4 separate regions of the Mus musculus genome follow, and all the other regions are linked to region 4. Evidence: chromatin contacts called from public Hi-C and HiChIP or PLAC-seq data. All regions are on one chromosome and are shown on one strand. Each heading gives the region's core, a stretch centred on a gene start, on an enhancer-like site or on the middle of the called end of the contact. The rest is flanking DNA. Distances are from core to core; before and after follow the strand shown. Region 1 has its middle 27 kb from the start of Gm39129. Region 2 overlaps Myo16 (myosin XVI). Region 3 overlaps Myo16 (myosin XVI). Region 4 overlaps 9530052E02Rik (RIKEN cDNA 9530052E02 gene).

Evidence for each region. A called contact is a pair of places that touch in the nucleus more often than the background predicts. HiChIP or PLAC-seq counts read pairs in DNA pulled down with a chosen protein or histone mark.
Region 1: a Hi-C map of bone marrow-derived macrophages shows a contact between it and region 4, with 24 read pairs. The contact joins two enhancer-like sites. A contact is called at or near these places in 1 of 484 Hi-C or Micro-C datasets (bone marrow-derived macrophages), 1 of 115 datasets of contacts at active chromatin or transcription factors (embryonic basal ganglia) and 1 of 9 other capture datasets (embryonic stem cells).
Region 2: a contact with region 4 is called in a Hi-C map of bone marrow-derived macrophages, with 17 read pairs. The contact joins two enhancer-like sites. A contact is called at or near these places in 1 of 484 Hi-C or Micro-C datasets (bone marrow-derived macrophages) and 3 of 115 datasets of contacts at active chromatin or transcription factors (embryonic basal ganglia, embryonic stem cells and large pre-B cells).
Region 3: a contact with region 4 is called in an H3K4me3 HiChIP or PLAC-seq map of bone marrow-derived macrophages, with 5 times the contacts expected there. The contact joins two enhancer-like sites. A contact is called at or near these places in 2 of 484 Hi-C or Micro-C datasets (bone marrow-derived macrophages and nephron progenitors) and 3 of 115 datasets of contacts at active chromatin or transcription factors (bone marrow-derived macrophages, embryonic stem cells and extraembryonic endoderm stem cells).

The regions. Positions count from the first base shown.
Region 1 is chr8:10,710,362-10,713,061 of GRCm38.p6, reverse strand. No RefSeq gene overlaps it. Among named protein-coding and RNA genes, the nearest start is that of Gm39129, 27 kb to the left of the region's middle. Within about 2 kb of position 1,366, at least 8 of the 459 cell types and tissues checked have an H3K27ac peak or open chromatin away from gene starts, as enhancers often do. A contact at or near this core is called in bone marrow-derived macrophages, where this site is marked.
Region 2 is chr8:10,595,260-10,597,959 of GRCm38.p6, reverse strand. All of the region lies in intron 33 of Myo16 (myosin XVI), which reads right to left. Among named protein-coding and RNA genes, the nearest start is that of Gm32330, 77 kb to the left of the region's middle. Within about 2 kb of position 1,414, at least 4 of the 459 cell types and tissues checked have an H3K27ac peak or open chromatin away from gene starts, as enhancers often do. A contact at or near this core is called in bone marrow-derived macrophages, where this site is marked.
Region 3 is chr8:10,633,298-10,635,997 of GRCm38.p6, reverse strand. It overlaps Myo16 (myosin XVI), which reads right to left. Exons shown (of 35, transcript NM_001319151.1): 35 at 1,256-2,575. The coding sequence ends at 2,348. Among named protein-coding and RNA genes, the nearest start is that of Gm32330, 39 kb to the left of the region's middle. Within about 2 kb of position 1,372, at least 26 of the 459 cell types and tissues checked have an H3K27ac peak or open chromatin away from gene starts, as enhancers often do. A contact at or near this core is called in bone marrow-derived macrophages, where this site is marked.
Region 4 is chr8:11,037,179-11,039,878 of GRCm38.p6, reverse strand. The region is part of intron 1 of 9530052E02Rik (RIKEN cDNA 9530052E02 gene); the gene reads right to left. Among named protein-coding and RNA genes, the nearest start is that of Irs2, 30 kb to the right of the region's middle. Within about 2 kb of position 1,303, at least 18 of the 459 cell types and tissues checked have an H3K27ac peak or open chromatin away from gene starts, as enhancers often do. A contact at or near this core is called in bone marrow-derived macrophages, where this site is marked.

The DNA of each region.
Region 1 (2,700 bases), core at 117-2,616, 330 kb after region 4:
CTTCCTTCCTTTTCCTCCCTTCCTTCCTTCCTTCCTTCCTTCCTTCCTTCCTTCCTTCCTTCCTCCCTCCCTCCCTCCCTCCCTCCCTCACTCTCTCTTTCTTTCTTCCCCTTCCTTCCTTCCTTCCTTCCTTCCTTCCTTCCTTTCTTTCTTTCTTTCTTTCTTTCTTTCTTTCTTTCTTTCTTTCTTTCTTTCTTTCTTTCTTTTTCTCTCTCTCGCTCTGCCCTGCTCACTCTGGCCCCACTCACTCTGGCCCCTGCTTGCTCCCGCCCCCAGAAGAATTTTCTAGTCAAGTAAACAAGGTGGTTATGTCAGCTGCCACCTGCCTGCAATAGCAATTAAAAGTCATAGAGACCTTGGCAAAGCTGGACATTTCTCCATTTGCACTCGTCATTTAAAACCTCTGTCATGTGAATTTGGCCAGTTTATAAGGAAATGAACATTTTTAGTTTAGAAGTTGCTTTAAAGCATAAGAAACCTTCTGAGACACAAAACGGTGATACCAGCTGCTGGCAAGCTGACTACCTCAGCCCTTCTGACCTACAAAAGGGAGGGTATTAACCACAGTAGCGGGGGAGTAAAAAAAAAACTTAATCACTATTAATGAGATTCATTATAATATAGAGTCTCCCCACAATGAATTTTAAATGTCCCTTGTCCATTTCTCTATCAACATGACACAAAAGGAAACATCTGCTCCGTGGTGGCCATGGGGCTGCATTCTGATTAGCTGATATGGGTAATCTATCCATTATCGCGCCTGTCATGTTGATGGGCAAAGGATCAATTTTAGTCTGCTATCAATCTTCTACCCAAAGCTCAAAGCTGGGGTGTCTGTGTGGTGTGCTTTTAAAATCACATATTAAAATTAATACCCAGAAATTCAACCTTGCCCACTTGGTTCTTTGCCTTTCTACTTTTTCTTATTTATACGGATAGAAATCAACCTTGTTGTTTACTATTTGATGGGATGAAATCCTAGGCTAGTGCATTTTAAGGAAGAAATTGAGTTATTTGTGAACAACATAAGGTTTAATAAGTCCTTCCTGGAAGTTTCTGCCTTGAGCAGCACTCTATGCTAGAAACGGAAGGCGAGTGGCTGGCCTATGGAGTTTCAGTGTTCTGGTAGACACGTTTAAAACAAGAGAAAAAGAACATATAAAATCAATACTAATAGTATTTTCTACTAAAGCCAATACTTTAAAACATCATTAAGTCAGATAACCAGCATAAATATTGTAAACGGCCTGGTTTCCCTCCCTTTGTGTGTCTCTCTCATTCTACTGTCTCCCCTCTTCTACTCACAGCCCAAGAACCAGACAGACAGACGCAGCCCTGGCTTCCACACCAGAGGCGCTAGGCTGCAGGAAACACTCTTCTGCTACTCTCACTTGAGGAACTACAAAGCAACGATCCAAGGTAAAACAAAACGAACCCCAGCTGCAGAGCTCTTCTCCGTAAACGCCTTAGCTTCTGCACACCACAGCTTCAGCTCTGTCAGGCACTGTCTTACCAGCTGGGAGCCTCAATTTATTCTAAAGGTTGAGTGATTTGTCATTAAAACTATGATTTTTTTTTTTAAGGATTGACTTAGGTCAGCCCACCGAGGATGCACTTTGCTGGTTCAAATGACTTGAGCTCTTTAGAAATGTGTGCCCAAAAGCTTCTGTTGATAGAAATCAATCAATATCTGCTCCATGTAGAGGGAATTCACAGTCTTCGTTTCTCTTTTGCTTGTAGAAACTGAAGAACGGGGAAGGAAATGAAGCTTTCTCCACACTCCCTTTAGTTAGGCAATCATCTGGAAATATATTCGTTTTTTAATTCAATGATGTCACTAGATCAGGAAAAGCACATTCTATGAGCTCATGTTCCCACTTTAGTCTAGGGTAGGTTTTAGCATTCCTAAGCAGACTGCAAAGGCCACTGTACTCAAGATTACCTGACGGTTATACCACATCATTTCTTGTCAGTGACTGCCAACTATTTACAGAACCAAAGGGATACGAGTCTTCAATCAGTTTCTATAGAGTTTGGCGTTGCACATATTGTGTGATATCCCAAGCTCAATGTGGGTCAAGAGGGGTCAAATCTAAATAGGTGACCACCAACCTCTGGGTGTAAGGGGTATGGAGAACTTTACTTATCAGAGAATGGCTGTGCCCTGTCAGTACTAGACAATCCTGGGACGAAACTGGCTTTGCCTACTGAGCCCTTGTGGGGAGAGGAGGACTGTTGGAAGAAATGTAAGTGAATTATGGGCAGTATTTGGTAATCTTAAGAGGGAGAGAGTGTCGTGAAAGAAATGAGACAAATGCAGCTGAAAGCAGACGAAGGTGAAGGACAATTGGCCATAGTTCTGATAAGAAGACAAACCCTGAAAATCAGTGGGGTTTGGTTTTGTAAGATGCAGGCTCCTAGACACTGAAGGACAGGTCATCCAGAGACTGCCCCACCTGGGGATCCATCCCATATACAGTCACCAAACCCAGACACTATTGTGGATGCCAAGAAGTGCTTGCTGACAGGAGTCTGATATAGCTGTCTCCCGAGAAGCTCTGCCAGAGCCTGACAAACACAGAGGTGAATGTTGGCAGCCAACCATTGGACTGAGTTTGGGGACCACAGTGAAGGAGTTGGAGAAAGGAATGAAGGAGCTGAAGGGATTTGCAACTCCACAGGAAGAACAGCAAAATCAAC
Region 2 (2,700 bases), core at 165-2,664, 440 kb after region 4:
ATAGGTAGTGTTGACCAAACACTAACTTTGGGGTTAGGCCCATCTACTAGGTTCCCTGTAAAAGTCCTGGCATAGTCTTGCATCACGCTTTTTAATAGGAGAAAATTGGAAGGTGAAAGGTTAAGGACCTTTGTCCTATGTTTGGATATTATTGCATCGGGTTTGGAGTTTGAACCCGGGCAGTATGACACTATGCTAAAGGGTGTGGTGTTCCAGAATATCTGATGTCATCTTCTGGCCTCCCTGGGTACTTTCACACATGTGGTATCCCCATCCCCCAACCCCACTTACAAGATAAAACAAAATAAAATCGAATAAAATCTTGTTCTTCTCTCGAGGTTCTGTGGTAATAAGCAAGCCACAGGCTACATGTGTGGAAATGGCTCTGTAACACTGAGGACTGGATTTTTCTGGCTCTCTACCTAGCAATTAGTGGTTCATTTGCAAGTAGTAGTGTTTCTTCAATGGGCACATGCTTATTGAGACTCTAACACACAGGTCCTGGAACTGCATTGATATGAGAAAATACCATGGGCCAGGAAGTCATGGTGCTTGTAAAAATTCATCAGCTTCCACCAGTCAATCTGCCTTGAGAGATTTGAGTCACCTTGATTGAATCTACCTACGACCATTTCCTAAGTTGTAACTTTTATGTTTTGATGATTTTTTAAAAACAAAACAGATGAAATATTTGGTTAAAGAGTTACCTTGCTTCCTCCTTCTCTAATGTATTTGTTGTTTGATCTGCAGGACTGTGACTACTCAAAGTCAAGCACATGGGGCGCTCCCTGGAAGCCCAAGTCCTCCCCAAGACAGCTCTGCTTCTGGTGAGGGACTCAGCCTTCTCTCTCCTGGGATCTCCTTACTGGGATGTTTTAGAAGACCCTTAGCAGATCCAAAATAATCCCCGTTTGTTGTATTAACTCTCAAAATTGGGAGAAGGGAGAGTAACTCCTCACATGACAATAGATAATGAGACATCTGCTCACTAGTTTGGAGAGTGCTAAATTTATTTTAAGCTTTATGGATTATGAATTAAGTGTACAGAGCATCTGTTCTCAGTGCTTGTATTGACACTGCTCATGTCTGGGTTATACAGGAAGAGTTTGCTGGGCTCTATAACAAACCAAGTTGGGCCGATGCCTGGATGCTTTCACAAGGGCTGGGAAACTAGCACACGTTTCTATGGTTAATCACCACCTCTTTCTCCAGAACCCCACCACCTTTCCCACTGAGCTGGGTGCATGCCCCCATCATTTCCTCCAATCCCATGTGGTTTTCTGTAGAGACTACCTGCCTATTGCCCACCTAAACAACTCTCTGGTCAAATTCAACATCACCCTGTATGGGCTTTGCTGTGATGTGTGTTCCATTTTCTGTTGGGCAGTCAAGTTCCCATTCAGATGGAATTTCTGCTTTTATTCACTTCCTCTAAGGCACGTGTCTCTCTGCGCTGACCTTTTAAGCTCTTATGAGTAAACTGTGACTGCCAATTCAGTTCTGTCTCTGATTTTTCCATCTGAGTTTTGTGCTCATAGGTCTTATAAGTCTTCATTGTGTGCTGTGTCTTTTGGTTTGTGATCATATTAACCGGCCTAGTCTTTTATTGTCCTTTGGAACAGATTTACATAGGTTTTCCCCAGGAGCCTAAGGATGTTATGGCCTCAGCCCAACTTGGAGATTCAGAGGAGCCTTAGCTAACCCATGGTCCTGGTTCTAGTACAACTGATTCTGTGATGGCTACATCTCAGTTCCACCCCCCTCAGTGGCCTTAGTGAATCCTGGACTTAGTCTGCTATCAGAGAATTAGGCTTTTCCAGTGTTCCCAAGGTCCCCAGGAGGAGAGCCTAAGATTTAGGCTGCCTTGCTGGGCTAGTGTGGCTGTCATGGTTGCTTTTGACATCAGCGTGAATGGATGTAGCATCACTTAGGATGGTGATTCTATTAAGGCTTAAGAGAGGAAGGATGACATACCCTGAATGTGGGTGACACTCTGTTCTGGAGCTAAATAAGAAGGAAAAATTATTAAGCCAGCCAAGGACCAGCAGACATCTCTCCCTCTCATCCTGGCTGCTGTAACAATGGAACCAGCCACCTCACCTCCCACTACCAATGGCTTCCATGGCATGGTGGGCTGTATCTTCTCCAACCGTAAGCTGCCATAAAGTCTTCTCTCCTTAGTCAGGCTTTCATGGAAGCAAAGGAAACAATAAAGAGAATTGTGGCCTCTGGTCCCTAACTCAGCCTTTGACTATTAGCTCTCTGGCCACCTTTTTCAGAGTAAGCAGAGATGCCTCATAGGGCTCTTCTGGGCACCCTCAGGAAAGAAGAGCTGGATTTTCCCATCAGTCACTACTAAATCCATATCAGGGAAAACATCTGTTTGCATAGACCCGGATGTAGCAGCCCAGCTGGTTTCTAAGTGATAGTCACCTGATAACCTAAAGCCAGTCTGCCCTCTGAAGGCCCTCAGTATGACGTCCTCTCACATTCTTAGCTGTGTGAAAACATTTAATTCTACAACGTTGGTTGGACATTCATGTTCTCCCCAGCACAAGAAGCACCTTCTGCTGCTTCCTGCAGAGCGGCATCCCACCAAACCTCCGAAAGGTCATCATACTGAGAGTGAGTTACTCTCTTCTGCCTGAGCGGTAGGATGCTGACAGTGATGCCCAAGGCAGAGCTTTGCAGCTTACATTC
Region 3 (2,700 bases), core at 123-2,622, 400 kb after region 4:
ACCCCATAAGCTCTATTTAAATAAACGTAAGGAGTTGACAATGTTGGGACATCAAATCGGATTGCCACGCTGGAATGGGGAGAAAGGAAAGGTGATATTTTGAAAGGTTCCATTAAAACTCCGAACTGTAATTTCAATATTAATATAAGAATGAGCACAATGACCTTATGAGTGTCTGTCAGTGCCACGAATTTAGACCCTGTGTGTTTTCCAAGTTGACACACTGCAGCTGAGACCTCAGTGTGACAGCATGCACAAGGAAGTGGACCTTTGGGGGATGACAACAAGGTCATGAGACCAGAGACAGGATCTTGAGAAAGACACCCCAGAGGCCTTGTTGCCTCTTTCCTTTTATCCCACCACATGAGCTTATAATGAGAAGATGGCTATCTGCAAACCATCCGTTGTCCCTCACTAGACATTAGCTCTCAAAAGATCCCAGTCCCCAAAGAATTCCGAGAATGGGCTTTCTCTAGTCCAGTCTCTTTGGGTAATTCTCTGGACAGCACAAACAGTTCACTTTAGTAATAGATACCACGTGAGTGCAGTCCGAGCATTGCACACAGGAGCAATGTTGGCACTTCACAGTCTACTCTGTGTGGGGAACCATTCAAGGTTCCAGTTCAGCCCAGATTATTAACATTGGCAATATGTGAGTACTGGCGGAGGCCAAAGAAGTTTTGTGCCAGTAAGGAGCTAACTCTGTCACAGTCTGTGGGCTGGATTCAGAGAGATGGGAATGAAGAGATGACAGCGAGTCTGGATAGACCTGGTTAGGAGCAAGCCGAGCACCTCCTTGATTTTGGGAGGGCAATGTAGTTAGCCATGGTGTTTCATTCTTCCTGTTGTGATGTCCTGGAGGGGCTGTGGTCCCCAGGAGAGCTAATTCTTAGATATAACAAGTCACTTCTCCTTGGGCATTCCCTTCAATTTGAAGCCACCAACCTAGAGCTCTCATAGCAACCACCTTCTTTACTGCAGAGTCAGCTGTATCCAGAGCCTCCGACAAGGCTGGGGTGGTCAGTTCTAGGCTGCTTGTTGTGCCTTGATTGCTATAGCTACTCCTAGATTTTTTCTTCTTCTTTTTTTAATACAGTGCACTCTCTTTGTGCTAGCAGGCATCTCTTGAAGCTTACAAATAGCTATAAAGGAATATAAAGGAGAGCTGGGTGAAGGCTCTTGTTGCTTCCACATTGCTGATCAGGAGACAAGAATTCCCAGCAGACAGCACTGACCACAAATGACTGAGACAGAATACAGTTGCACCCTTTTATTGGCACAGAAGCCCGGCAATGGCGGAAATGAATGAACAAGTCCAAGGGGCGGGGCGGGGGAGGTGGCAGATGGCTGGTGGAGCCACTGCTCAGAACTCACGGACAGTGGGCAGAAAGACATGGAGAAGCAAGGCTATCACACGCACGTGACAGCCAGTCGGGCACATAGCAAGAGAGTCATGCAGCGTCCCTAGGGGAGGGCAACACACCGCTCTGTCCCGTGAGATTCAGCCTGCTTATCGGTACTGTTGAAAGTCCTGTATCACCAGCCAGGAACTTGAAGCCATACGTTTTGAACCATAAACATCCTGCCGTCTACGCCAAGCTGAGGGGTTGGGTGGGGATGAAGCTTAACCAATGAATGCCAAAGCCATGTGTACCCAAGGGAGATGCATGGTGCAGGGGAGAGTGGAGGGACAGGGCACATAAACTCTACCTCTCGACCAGCGTTGCTGTAGGCAACTGTTAAAGCCAGAGCAACGCATAGTCCCCAGGACTTGAGGGGCTTTGGGTTAAAAATAAGTACGTAGAATTAAAAAAGAAATCCTAGAAATGGTCTTTTAAAATCTGTATTTTGAAGAAAGGGAACACACCAGGTGTATAACATTATAAAATATGGTCATAAACATGTAAAACGGTCATCAGGTTTGTAATTCTAATGACAGACAACTACAAAGAAATGAAACATATGTCCTATGTGCTGCACCATATGACAGCCACTGGTAGGGTAGTGGCCACTGTGGGGTGTATTAGAAACAGCTGCCTGGAGGACCTCCCCCCCCGCCCCCCCCCCCCCCCACTGCTCTGACCTCTGAACTCAGCCACATGCCTCCATGCCTCTGGCTATCTGGGAGCAGTGTGGTCCTAAAATTCAGTGTGCTATCAAGAAATGGAGAAGGAACTGGTGAGCACACACAGACCGGCACACACAGGAGGTCTCGGGTAGTCATCGTTAGTGTCCTGTGCTTTTGTGGAGAAGCCTGGTGAGACCTCAGGCATTGGAAGGCAGCCTCCTGCAGAAGCAGCCTGCAGTCACTAGACAGCTCAGACAGGTGCCCACAGTCCACGCTGGATCACATACTGCTGTCCCAGAGTTGGGAAGGCAGCCTGGTGCAGGAGCCCCCCTCAGGCTTCTTTAGGAGTGTCGGCTTCTTGCAGGGTGGCGGCGGAGGTGCACGGGGCTCCGGGTGCTGCAGGGCTTCCTGCCAGCCTTCTCTGGCCTCACAGAGCTTCCTCCTCCAGTCCAGCAGCTCCTGCAGAGCTACGCTTTCATTCTCAGAGAGCCTCAGCTGATGGATAACCTGCAGTGGAACAGAAGAATCAAGGTACCTACAGTGACTAAGTTGAGCAGGGGAATATGGCAGCAATGGCAGGGGGAAGGGCAGGGCTGGGGTGCAAAGAGTCGGTGGCCTTCCAAACCTCCAGC
Region 4 (2,700 bases), core at 54-2,553:
GCAGGCAGTCCATAGGGGCAAATAAATGCAGGAGGCAGCTGGCTCTCATTGTAGGGGAGAGGACACAGTGAATCTCATGGCCACCCTTCACCCGATCGCAGTCTTCACTCCTCCTTCCTCAAGTTCATCATCTTTCTGGGCTAAATGGTTAGTCTTCAGTAGACATCAGGCAGCTAAATCACCTCATTTATAAATTTCAGTGCTCCATAATGCCAAAAACTACTCTCTATTATTTGGAGGAGAAAAGGATAAATAAAACTTAAAAAAAAATGTTCTGCTAGCCTCAAAGTAGCTCAGACTGCAAGACACAGCATACATAGTATAGCATATATTTGTCACTGAATTTGAAAGAATTTTGGGTGGGAAGAATTTTGGTTAAGGTCTGGTGAGATGGCACAGTGGACAAAGATGTTTACCCACAAGCCCAGTGACCCAAGCTCATGAGTCCTAAAATCCACAGGACAAGGAGAGAACAACTTCCCAAAAGATGTCAGCTTTGCCCCACATGAATGCTGTGGTGGCTCATGAGTGTGTGTGCGCGTGTGTGCCTTTACCCTTGCATGTAATGTACACACACACAAATGAATGAATGAATAAATATTTTTAAAAAAGAAACATGGCCATAGGTCTGATGTCTTGCAAAGCTAATGAACAGGGGTAAGTCAGTCTAAAACACTGTTTCAAATATTGGTTAAATAGCCATTAAACCAGTCGGAGGGGCAAGTGGAGCCTTTAGTACTCTCTACTTCTTCTTCCCAAGAGCCAACCAAGGCAGAGGGTAATGTCTCTGCTATTTGCACAGTAACTAATTTCCAGCAAAAGATTTTGCTGTAATCAAGGCTTGTGCAAGAAAAATAACGTGGCCCTGTGGCTCATCCCCTTGGTGACTTCCCTCTCTGACTTCCTGGCGGCTAATATTTTCCTGCTGACTTAGTGCCGTGTGGAGGGCGCTCTTTAGAATCCAAAATATTACAGAGTTTTAAAATGAAATACTGTCACCTGATCTTGGCACCATGCCAAGTTCTTAATATTAGTATAACATCAGAGATGTCATTTTTTTTAACATGACATAGACCCAGGATTCTATTAAAAACCTGGTTCTGAAGGCATCTGGAGTAAACGTGGTAGGCTTTGTCCATAGGAGGGGACATACCCTGATGATGACAGGGAACAGTAGAGGTTTACATTAAAGCCCAAGGAATCCAGGTAAAAATATTCCTAAGGTGGCGGGACTCCAGAGCAGTTTCTGTGACACAGAGGAATAGGGGAACCAAGCTGCAGAAAGTGGCACAGTGCCATACGCACCCATGTTAAATAGGCAGAAGAGTCTCTCAAAGGGCTGACTGAATCACGCTCTGCCCTGGTGGTGAGATGCTTCCTTCAGAGAATGTGATGGCAACTTCTGATCTGATCATTTTACAGAACAATGCCAGCGTCCCCCTAACCTACCCCACAGTGGCTCTTCCTCCTCCTGATGAACATCTTGGACCCTTAACCTCATGGGCATTCACTTAAATGGTTCCCTTTCTGTCTCAACTGATCCGAGCCCAAATAGCCTGTCATTATCAGTGGGTAAACTGTGTGTGAGAGAGCATGTCTCTTCTACCCCAGGGGTGCAGAGGTAGTGAAGTCTAGGATTGGAGTTCACACACCTGACTGGCTGAATTCCTGCTCCATTAGAAATCAAGAAAGTCTTATGGAGAGATAGTGACTGTAGAGATTCTGGCATCTCTGATGGGAATATCTCCAAAATTCCAGAAAATCTAGGACCATCGAGATGGCTCAGTGGGTAAAGGTACTTGCCACCATGCCTGAAGAGTTGAATGTTCAAGCCCACATAGTGTAAGGAGAGAAATGACTTCTTCAAGTTGCCCTTTAGTATCCACACACACAATAAATACAGATAAATGGGTGGGTGGACAGACAGACAGATGGACGGACAGATGGATAGATAGATAGATGGATGGATGGATGGATGGATGGATGGATAGATAGATAGATAGATAGATAGATAGATAGATAGATAGATAGATGTAAAAGACCAGCTTTGAGCTCTAATGGACAGCACACAAACACATCCACTGTTCACAGGCTACATCTCAGGGCCTGATCCTGTTTAGGTCCTCGCTCCTTGTAAATTAAGCAACATATATGACAAGGGGGTTACTCTAAATAGAGCAACGATTGACTGGAGAACTAGAGGATCATTCAAGATTATGACATTATCATGTCAACAGGAAATGACCAATTAACATATAGAGGATTGTTTAGGAAGTTGAATGTCTGGTGTTGCAGCTGAAAACTTGCCAGGCAATAGGGATTTCCCCTTTATTCATCATGGTAACATGTTTGTGTGTGTGTGTGTGCGCGTGCGCGCACACACACACACACACACACACACACACACACACACACACACACAAAGTAGCACACTCCTGCAATTCCAGCACTAGGATGACTGAGACGGGCATTGCCAAGGTCAGCAGGAGCCAGACCCTGTCTCAAAACAACAGGGACAAGAAGCAGTGTATAGGTGTATTGAGCCACATGTTAGTGATAAAAACTAGAATCTGCCTCCGTTTTCTCAGATTAGCACATGAACTATCACCCCTTGGGGCTCCTAACAATTAGTACCTCAGCTACTGCCCCTCCTGTCTCATACAGCCCCTCCTCCTTTTGGTCATTGGTGGGAATCTTCTC